Linked DNA regions of Capsicum annuum: region 1 is linked to region 2. The links are chromatin contacts, called in public Hi-C maps. All regions are on one chromosome and are shown on one strand. Each heading gives the region's core, a stretch centred on a gene start, on an enhancer-like site or on the middle of the called end of the contact. The rest is flanking DNA. Distances are from core to core; before and after follow the strand shown. Region 1 overlaps LOC107868067. Region 2 holds the start of LOC107868064.

The links. Hi-C and Micro-C count contacts between places; a contact is called where the count stands out from the background.
Region 1: a Hi-C map of bud shows a contact between it and region 2, with 4 times the contacts expected there. The contact joins the enhancer-like site here to the promoter of LOC107868064 in region 2. A contact is called at or near these places in 2 of 5 Hi-C or Micro-C datasets (bud and leaf).

Annotation. Positions count from the first base shown.
Region 1 is chr4:60,778,500-60,783,547 of UCD10Xv1.1, reverse strand. LOC107868067 reads right to left here. Exons shown (of 3, transcript XM_016714634.2): 3 at 2,169-2,533. The coding sequence ends at 2,456. Among protein-coding and RNA genes, the nearest start is that of LOC107868067, 9.6 kb to the right of the region's middle. Within about 2 kb of position 1,812, at least 4 of the 5 cell types and tissues checked have an H3K27ac peak or open chromatin away from gene starts, as enhancers often do. A contact at or near this core is called in bud and leaf, where this site is marked.
Region 2 is chr4:59,998,821-60,004,017 of UCD10Xv1.1, reverse strand. It overlaps LOC107868064, which reads right to left and starts at 2,883. Exons shown (of 4, transcript XR_007054944.1): 1 at 2,266-2,883.

The DNA.
Region 1 (5,048 bases), core at 563-3,062, 780 kb before region 2:
GTCTCAAAGGTTCTAGTCCCAATTAACAAGGAACTAACCATATCTATTAAGGTCTCATTTGTTTCTTATTAAGATTAAACTTGTTGAATTTGAATGCACGTTGGATATTAAGATGTATCTAAATCTAAACACTGAAAAATTAAGATTGTTTGCTTTCTTGAGATATGAATGTACAGTGAGCAAATTATAAAATATAAAGTTTTTAAAATTATAGTAATTAAATATTACATCAACGAATTAATATATCCAAATTCAAAACTATAAATAATATGTATATTCAAGCAAAAATTTGATTCAAAAACTGCATCAAAGGAGTGTATCGATAGAGGCCTCCCTTCCTCTGACTCGTCCCTTTCTTCCTCATCTCCCCCGCTTATATGATTGTGATCTCAGACCCACCAGAATTTCAAAAACGAAAAAGAATAAAAAATATCTCATCAGCATTTGTCATGATAAGAGCATAAATGGTAAAAATAAAAGAGCTAAAATCATTAAAGGTAAAAGAATCACAATTTGCCCTGATTTTCATCCATGGTATTCTTTATCAGACCCAAAGTATCTATTGATGGAATTCTCATCTTTAATGGCTTAGAAGTATAAAGGTCGTGGAAGAAATCAACCTCACTAGTGTAAGGGTTGCGGAAGAAATCAGATTTTAAAAGTTGTGTATACAATAAGTGACAATGAAGCGGCAATTCGTGTCTGCTTTAATGGTTTTAATACTGATTTTATTATAATTAATTATTATAAATTATTTATCTATTAAAAATTAATGATATTTAATTTAAAAAGTAAAAAAGTGATTTTATTATATTACCCTAACTATTATAAATTATTTACGTATTAAAAAATTAATAATATTTAATTAAAAAGGTAAAATAGACATTTATAACATGACTATTTCAGCTACTTTAATCGCGATTTTACTTATCGTAAGTTATCTAACTATTAAAAAATTAATAATATTTAATTAAAAAAATCGACATAAAAAAATAAATTAACTTGACATCTTATATGAGTCCACTTAAATTTTTTTCACAAGCATTTTTTATAATAATTTTACTATGTCACTTCTAATTAGTAGAATATAAAAAAATATTATAAATCACAATAATTAAAAACTTAAATTATTTTTAAAATGTAATTGACTATCAATGCCACAAAAGTTTAAACAAGAGAATAACATATATCATTTGAAAATTACATAAAAAGTATTATAAATTACAGTAGTTAACAATTTAAAATATCTAAAAATATATTAAAAATAAGATTGATTATCTAAATTTTATTTATATCATATAATTTGAGACAAAAATAATACATATTGAACTCGTGCTAGCACTGACCCGTCGATATTTAGTAGGAAAGAAAGCGCCAGTCTATTTAAAGTGTTCACTAAAGAAATTAATAATTTTAAAAAGGGTGTCTTGAAATCTGGATGCTTTTAAGACTTCCGTCATATAGCTCTGGAGAATCAGGTTAAGACCCAACAAGCGATGGCATCCCAAATACGGAAAAAAGAAAAAAGAAATGCAAAATAGATTGAGTTCATTAAGTGCGAACAAATATAGCTAAAGGCATGTAATTGTTTTAAGTTGCACAGAAAAAAATCTATTGAACACGAGGACTTCAGCATATTGTGTAGGCTCAGTTGCACCATGAAACATCTTCCCCGTCCTATATCCCCAGAATGCATGCAGGAACTCTAAACCAAATCTTGCAAAAGTCTTGTGTCTTCCGACCAGCAATCTGAGGTAATCACGAGGGAAATTTACCCAAGCTTGGATCTAAGGATATCTGCCAAAGATTGTACATTTCACAAAATCATTTACAGTGTCCAACAGACTTCTACTCGTGTGTATGTTCAAACACCACCAAAGGGTAAGACTTTTAGTAAATGGCTCCAAAGTTATTGGAATTATTCGTAAACACCATCCTTTTATGACTCATGCTCCGGATTTTTTTAGTAAGATTTGGATAGCTGCCAAATCAGCTCAACTATTGCCCTGCACTTGTCGGACAAAATATGAATCCGAACCAGTACAATGGGTCTTCTGCCAAACTGAATTTAAAAGAAAAATCTTTGCCCATCACCTTCCTTTCAAATCAAAATTTCAAGCAGATGCACGACTATTAGTGATAAGATCAATCCAGCCTCGTGCCAAGAATGGAGCTAAAACGACAAGCTTTCTATTTAGTACCATACAAATTCATTACCGCTAAAATGTATAAATATCTAGTTTTACTCATTGGTATTTTCATAGTTCGTAGTATCTTATGGCGTGTTACACAGTAAAACTATATTATGTCCACCATAGTCTCAAAGGGTGGTGTTACGATTGCAAGATGCACAGCTTTCCATGAAAAAGGGAGAGGAAGAAGAAGACAGTTCTCCATATTATCACTCTAACGACATCAGCAAAGACTCGCTTCAAATTTGCTGTAGAGAGAAAGTTCATTTAGTCAATGCGGCTGCAATCTTCTTGTGGATGGCCTCAACACCAATACGAGGAGATAATCTAGGAAGTACCTCCTGCACAATAGATTCAATGATGAAGATTAATACCTCAACATTTTGTAACTTGCCATAAACATTGTTATATAAATGGAAAAAATAACTGCACGAAATTAATCGAGAACTTAAAAGTTCGTACAAGGGTTGTCACAATTGTGATTATTTAAGATTTATCATAGTAGTTTTTTCTTTTTCCTATTCTCTAGCCTTACTAGACACAACTAGTCTTGACGGCTAAAACGGTCAGCACTAAAGCTCCCGCTATGCACAGGGTCCAAGTAAAGACCCGACCAGGCAACCACAAGGGTCTATTGTACGGCATACGCAGCCTTAACTTGCATTTTTGCAAGAGGTTGTTTCCAAGGCTTGAATCCGTAAACTCCTGGTCACATGGTAGCAACTTTACTAACTACTCCAAGTCTTGACCGCCGGAACGAAATAATTAAAAGACAAATCACCAATTTGATGAAATTCTAAAGTACCTCATAACACATTCTTAACAATGGGAAGGATATATATTGCAAACAATGCATTATTGGTTGAACAAATATCTCAGGTTTAACAACTTCCAAATAAATTACAATAATTCTAACATAAGAAACAAATCCCTAGTGTAAACCTTAATTCTTCAGTAACTTCCTCAATACAACTTGTAATAAGAAACATTCATCAACCCTAACTATGGTAAATTAAAAATTCCAGAATATTCTCTTACATCCATTTTAAGTTTTATTAAGGACGTAGTGAAATGTTAAAGTTGTTAATGACAAGTTAATTGTTAACTATGGCACTGGCATATAATTAAGCTTCCAAAAATATGCAACTGAGTGAGATTTTTGGTTGGGAAAAGAGAGCACTCACCTTGCACAGTATTGTAAACATAACCACACTAAATATCTCATAGCACTGAAAAGGCTAAATATCTCATAGCACTGAAAAGTATAACTTTTTTCTTCATTCTTTAAGGTAGAATGCACCAGATGTTTTAGACCACTACATATCTGTTTAGAACCCGTTTGGATGAACCATAAGTTGGAAATACTAACTTATGGCTTTTGGTTTATTTTTATTATTTTGGCTAAAACCAAGGGCTTATAAGCACTTCTTTATTTTACCCAAACACTATAGAAGTGCACAATAGCTATTTTGGCTTAAAAGCACTTAAAATAAGCCAATCCAAACAGCTTCCTAGTCAACAGAGAAGAACACCATGATTAAATGAGACGGTAGAGAACCAGCATTCTGTATATGGACTAAAGTAAGACATTTCCAGCAAGAAGATACAAGGTTCTCTTAATACTCACTGGTCAATGTATACGACAAAAGATGCACCAAATATGCCTCAATTCCAAACTAATTGAGGTTTGCTATATGAAGCCTCCATATCCATCGATCCTGCTCAATTCTTGTCTTAATCATTTTAACACTAAACTTTTCCATTAAGGGAAATTATGATTTTTGTAACAACTAGAAATTCTCTTAAATTCACCCTTATAGCTACACTGTCTTACAAGTATCTATAAGACCAAAAAAAACAAGCAAAAAATTTCTTGTAGTATAACAATAAACCAAGCGTTAACGTCCACCAGTTGGCCTTATTAGACATCCGTAAACAACTTCTTCCATTTGATTTAAGTTTACCTCGGCCTGTTCTAGATACTAGGATCATCACAATGCCAAATCTATCGACAGGTGCATTTGAAAAAAAACCATAAGCATGATTGAACCAACTTAGGCAACCTTATCATGTTTTATCCTCTACCTGAACTACTCTTAACATCTCCATTCCCATAATACTTGTCTTACTCCATAATACGGATCTCAAGGCAGGGCTGTAGAAATTACCTTTCACTTTGTCAGGTGATTTCCTGTCGCATAAAAATTCTCATAAAATTCCATTTCAACCATCCAATCTTTAATTTTATGTGTTACATCTTTATATAACATACCATTATCCCGTAAGTAATTGAGTCTAGGCATCTAAAAATCCTGTGTCATCTGATCAACTCTCTAATTTATTTTGGGGTTAAACTTGCAGTGTATCTTTTCTATTTAGTTAATTCTACTTGTCCCAAAACCTTTTAAGCGCCGTTTAGTTTGGAGACAAGTTATGCATGAATTCAGACTCAAAAAAAAAAAAAAAACAAGTTATGCATGAATTAGTAATGTAGGATTAATAATGCACAGATTACAATGTAAGGATCAGTAATACAATGACGGTAATGTGGAGATCATTTCTTGAATCTTGTTGTATGTTTAGTTTGATATAGTTCAAATTAGTGTGATATGTACAATTTAAAATATTTGAATACTTCTTAAACAACATAAAATTATCTTTACTATTGTGGGTTAAATTTTCACTTCAATATTTTTAATCCATGTATACTAATTCTCACATTCTCATTCCACATTCTATCTTGCCTAATAATACTTTGATTCCTGCATAACTAACACATGCATTATTTATAAAGAAAACAAAAAGAAGCAACCAAATATTGTATAACTCAATGCTTTTTTCATTTGGAGATTGATC
Region 2 (5,197 bases), core at 1,634-4,133:
GTTTACCTTCATCATCATCGGTGTCTGCCGTCAAAGCAAAGAATGAGTCAAAAACTTGCACCTCATCTTCCACATCATAATGGAGACATCTTTTCCTTGCACTGATTCATCTGAGTCACTTGATGAATCACCCCAGCAGGCTGCAAGCACTTGATTTGCAACCTTGTCAGCTGCAGCTATACTTCACAGGAACTTGTTCCTTTCCTCTCTCCTTACTCACAGTTTGTCTGAAATGATCTTTGCGCATTGGACAATCCTTGAGGTAATGGCCTAGCTTGCCACATTTGTGACAAGCATCATTCCCCTTTCCTTCATTGAAGTACTTTCTAGATTTGCCCCTTATAGATGGGAGCCTCTGACTTTTTCAAGGCTTTAGTACCCGTTTAGCAATATAAGTTGTTTCATCGCCTTCAGCTCTATGAGTATCTTGTGTGCCCTTCAGAACCAGATTTTTTTCCACTTTAGGCTCATCCTTTAACCTTCCAAGTTTTTTTTAACATCTCATAGGTTTTGAGGTTGCCAATGAGTTCATCCATAGCCATTTTATTCAGACCCTTTGCTTCAATGATTGCATTAACTTCACTTTCCCACCTTTTAGGAAGAATGCTTAAGACTTTTCCAACCTGTTTGTGGGCAAGGATGTCCTCATTTGTTACTGCAATAAACCTCGTGTGCATATCTTGAATGGACTCTTCTTCCCTCACGGTGAAGGTCTCATATTGATTTGTCAACATATCTACTTTGAATTGCTTAACCTGACTAGTTCCTTCATGGATTGTCTGAAGACAATCCCAGATCTCCTTAGCAGTTTGACAGGCAGAGATCTTGTTGTACTCATCAAGATCAATACCACATACAAGCAATTTCTTGGCCTTGTAGTTCTTTTCTATCTTCTTCTTATCTGCATCATCATATTCCTCCTTGGTCTTTAAAACCTGAGAGGTCACATCACCAACTTTTACTGCCCTTGTAGGAACAGAAGCACCATCCTCAATGACATCCCATAGCTCTGAATCTTCAATCATGATGAAGTCATGCATTCTTGTCTTCCACCACCCATAATATTCACCACTGAATCTTAGGGGTCTAGTGATTGGGGGGTCTTTTTCTAGATTTGAAGGAGCAGTCATTTCTAAAAATCCTTCCAAGGTGTTACCCTTTTTATGGAAGACATGCTCTGATACATACCAAATGAAGAGCTGCAGTGGAATGCTCCTTAACTCTGGGACCTGTTCCCAAATGAACTCAAGCAACAAAAACTAGGAGAAGGCAAAAACTATTAAGTGCATAGAGAAAGTAAATAGCATATGCAAGAGTTTTATGTGGAAACTCCTTACTTATGGGAGAAAAACCACGACTTACCTCCATGATTTCTAAGCTCCACTATATCCAAGCAACTTCTTGGATAGAGACTCCAAACGTCGGGATTAAACTCTTAATCCTTAATCTCCTAGAAATAAATCTATTACAAGGAAAATACAAGCAGTAACTCTACTGCTTCAACCTCCAGCTAACTCTAACTGGATACACCAAGCTAACTCTAGCTTAAGAATCACCCAACTCTAGACGATTATAAAGAAAACTAGTTTACACCACAACACCTACAAACAATCATAAGCAACAGTAAGCAAACATTTAAGAGCACATTACAAAGACTCAAATACAACAAGGAAATAAAATGTGACTTGATGAACTATCAGTTCCCTGTTGTAAAATGGAGTCTTTGATTTCAACTTCAGAGAGATATTTAATTGTAAAAATATGGAAGCAATGGTTTTCTTGTTGAAAAAAATGAGCAATATATGGTATGACACAAAAAAACCTAGTAGAGATCCCATTGGGTGAGACAAAAAGGCGACAGTAGTTTTTTCACCAACTTTTGTACTTTGCGTCAGCTGTGACAGTTGATTGTGATAGTGACAAGTAAGCCCAACCTGTTCCCTAAGTGGTACAGCTTTGTCATCACATAATCTCTAGAAAATAGGTCCCAACATATAATTTGTCAAACATCAAAACTAAGGACTTAACAAAGACCCCATAATGGGATTAGACTGGGTATGTCGTTCTTGTTGTTGTTTTTGATTTATCTAGCACGTTAACACAGCAAAAGTCGGAGGGTTAAAACCCTAACGACAGACTAAACCCAACCACTATACATTTATTTCAGCAGATACTAAACCACAAAATCATTTTCAACACAGCAAATTTGTGCAATTACCAGAGTGCGCAAATGTTATAATTCAAACAAAAGAGAAAAGACATTACCAGAAAAAGATGTGGCAGTTTGGACTTCTCCATAGATGGATTTAAGCTTGGAGGGTGGAATAAGGGGGTTGGGTAAAGCAGCTTCGGCAAAAAGCTGTTTTTTCCAATCCCACATGGTTGTCTTCATTGCTTTATTAGAATTGAGCAATGATTCCTTTTCTGCCTCGAGAACTTCCATGTTCCTTTGTTGCTGCACTGATCTGGCACATAGCAGCCCAAATGCACCCAATAACACCACGTTCAACACTTTGTTGCTGTTTAGCGCTTTGCTCACTGCGTCTCCCACTTTGTTTGCCAACTCCATCCCTACTTGCTCAACCAACTCCTAACTGATATCAAGTGCCTCTCTTTTTCTTTTTTTTACTAATTTTTCTAATTTCATTATTTTCCGTAATGTCTATTTCTTTATTACTTAAATTTATTGTTGTAAGTAAAAATAGGTTAAATAACCTATTTCTCATAAAAAAAGACTATTAAATAAGATGGTCCTTTTTTTTTTTTTTTTACAAAAGAGGAGTTTATTCATTACTGCTATGCATCATACAATAGAAGTGGCCTTAGGGTCATTAGGAGTCAATATTGGCCTATTACTAGTTATACAGTCATATTGAAATCTCGGCACAACAGACCCAAAAAAAGAAGTTTCACTGTTATATGCATTTAGCAACTTTCTAATAAACACCGACGAAATTATCCACACCACCAAAAGGTTATTTAACGTCAGCTTTTGACCCTCTTGGCTAGCTTATCTACTACTTTGTTGAAATATCTTGGCTCATGCTGTATCTGAGGGTTCCCCAGGCTGAAGAGAAGATCCCTACAAGAAGACGCCAAGCTACTATTAAAGTCTAAATGATGATCAAGCATATTAATTTCCTCTAGTGAGTTAGCGCTTATCTCCTGTAAAACTTGCATATCCTATGCAATATGCAGGATAAAAGAGACTAAGAAAGGTTCTAACGGTGGGCGTTGTGGAGGAGAAAGGAATTCACATTAAATATATGAAAAAGGTACAAATATATCCCTGAACTATAATAAATGGTACATACATATATCCTTATTATATTTTGGATACAACTATACCCTTGTCGTTAATAATTTGGGTCGTATATACCCTTGACCCTAACGACGGGACACGTGTCAAGATCTTATTCGTTGACCGTAATACAACTCGCGTTCTTCTCCTCAATTTTAATCTCTTTCACAATTGAGTTTTCAGGCAGCTTGGGGCATCTGTGGGAGAAAATTCATAACGTATCGTGGGGGTTTCTAAATCATGAACGGCTTATAGTGTTGGAAAATAGACTCGTGAGGATACGATCCATGCAAAAACTGATACAAGTACGACCACGAAGATGGACGCATGTGAGAATGTAATGAACCTGGGCTTGGAGTGTGCGAGTGAAGGACTTAAAACACACCAAACTGACCCTAATCTCACACTTGGAATGTAAAGAGAAGCCTTGGAACACAAGAAGGCAGCCCCTAAATACACTTGAAGGGAGCCTAGCTCTTAAAAGGGCATTTTGTATTTTATTTGTAACCTAGTATAAATAAAACATTGTAGGGCTTTTAAACTTAGATTATTCATAATGTTGTAAGTCTTGAAACACAAAGAAACACAAGTCCTCTTTCCTTTGAGGCACCAAAACCAAAATTAGGCATAGAGAGTGTGGGATCACTCTTGTTGATCTCATGGCTTGGAAACGTGATGCTTAGGAGGTGGATTACGACCTTATGTCTTTGTAAGAAATAGGTGAACGTTGTGTGTAATGTTACGGGTCTAAGAGTGGAATATGCTCTTGGGTTCTTAAGATTATACCTTCATTAAGTCTATCTAACTATCCCTTTACTTTTATTGTAATCTTATAGTAGTTTGTGTTCTTGTAACCGTTTTTATCTCTTGTTAGTAAAATCGTGTGTTGTTCCTATCTTGTTATTGTTGTCTATCTCCCCATATTGTTGCTGTTTTAGTATATTTTTACCTTCAATATCTTGTTGTTATTGTGTTTTTATTATTGTTGTAGTGAATCAGAGAGTGGTCACCAAAGGGGTCCTCGGTTCTTCAAACTTGTGGAATGATTTGGTGTTTGTTTCGTGTTTCCCTTGTGAAGAACCGAGGACAAACACGAGGGAAACATGAAACAAACACCAAATCAGTCCACAAGTTTGAAGAACAGAGGACCCCTTTGGTGACCACTCTCGGATTCACTACAACAACAATAAAAACACAATAACAACAAGATATTGAAGGTGTAAATACACTAAAACAGCAAAAATACAACAACACAAACTACTAAAAGATTACAATAAAAGTAAAGGGATAGTTAGATAGACTTAATAAAGATATAATCCTAAGAACCCAAGAGCATATTCCACTCTTGTACCCTTAATACTACACACAACGTTCACCTATCTCTTACTAAGACACAAGTCGGAATCTACCTCCCAAGCATCACGTTTCTAAGCCATGAGATCAACAAGAGTGATTCCACACTCTCTATACCTAATTTTGGTTTTGGTTCCTTAAGGAGAGAAGACTTATGTTTCTTTGTGTTTCAAGACTTACAACATCATGAATAATCTAAGTCTAAAAGCCCTACAATGTTTTATTTATACTAGGTTACAAATAAAATACAAAATGTCCAAAATGCCATTTTATGAGCTAGGCTCCCTTCAAGTGTATTTAGGGGCTGCCTTCTTATGTTCCAAGGCTCCTATTTACACTTCAGGTGTGAGATTAGGGTCGGTTTGGTGTGTTTTAAGTTCTTCACTCGCTCACTCCAAGCCCTGGGTTCATTATATTCTCACATACGTCCATCTTCGTGGTCGTACTTGTATAAAAAAATACTCATCTTCTTTCCAGATCTATCCAGGTATCCTTCTGAAATCAGACTATCAGTTTTGTTTCGTCATTTTTTGTTTGTTTTGT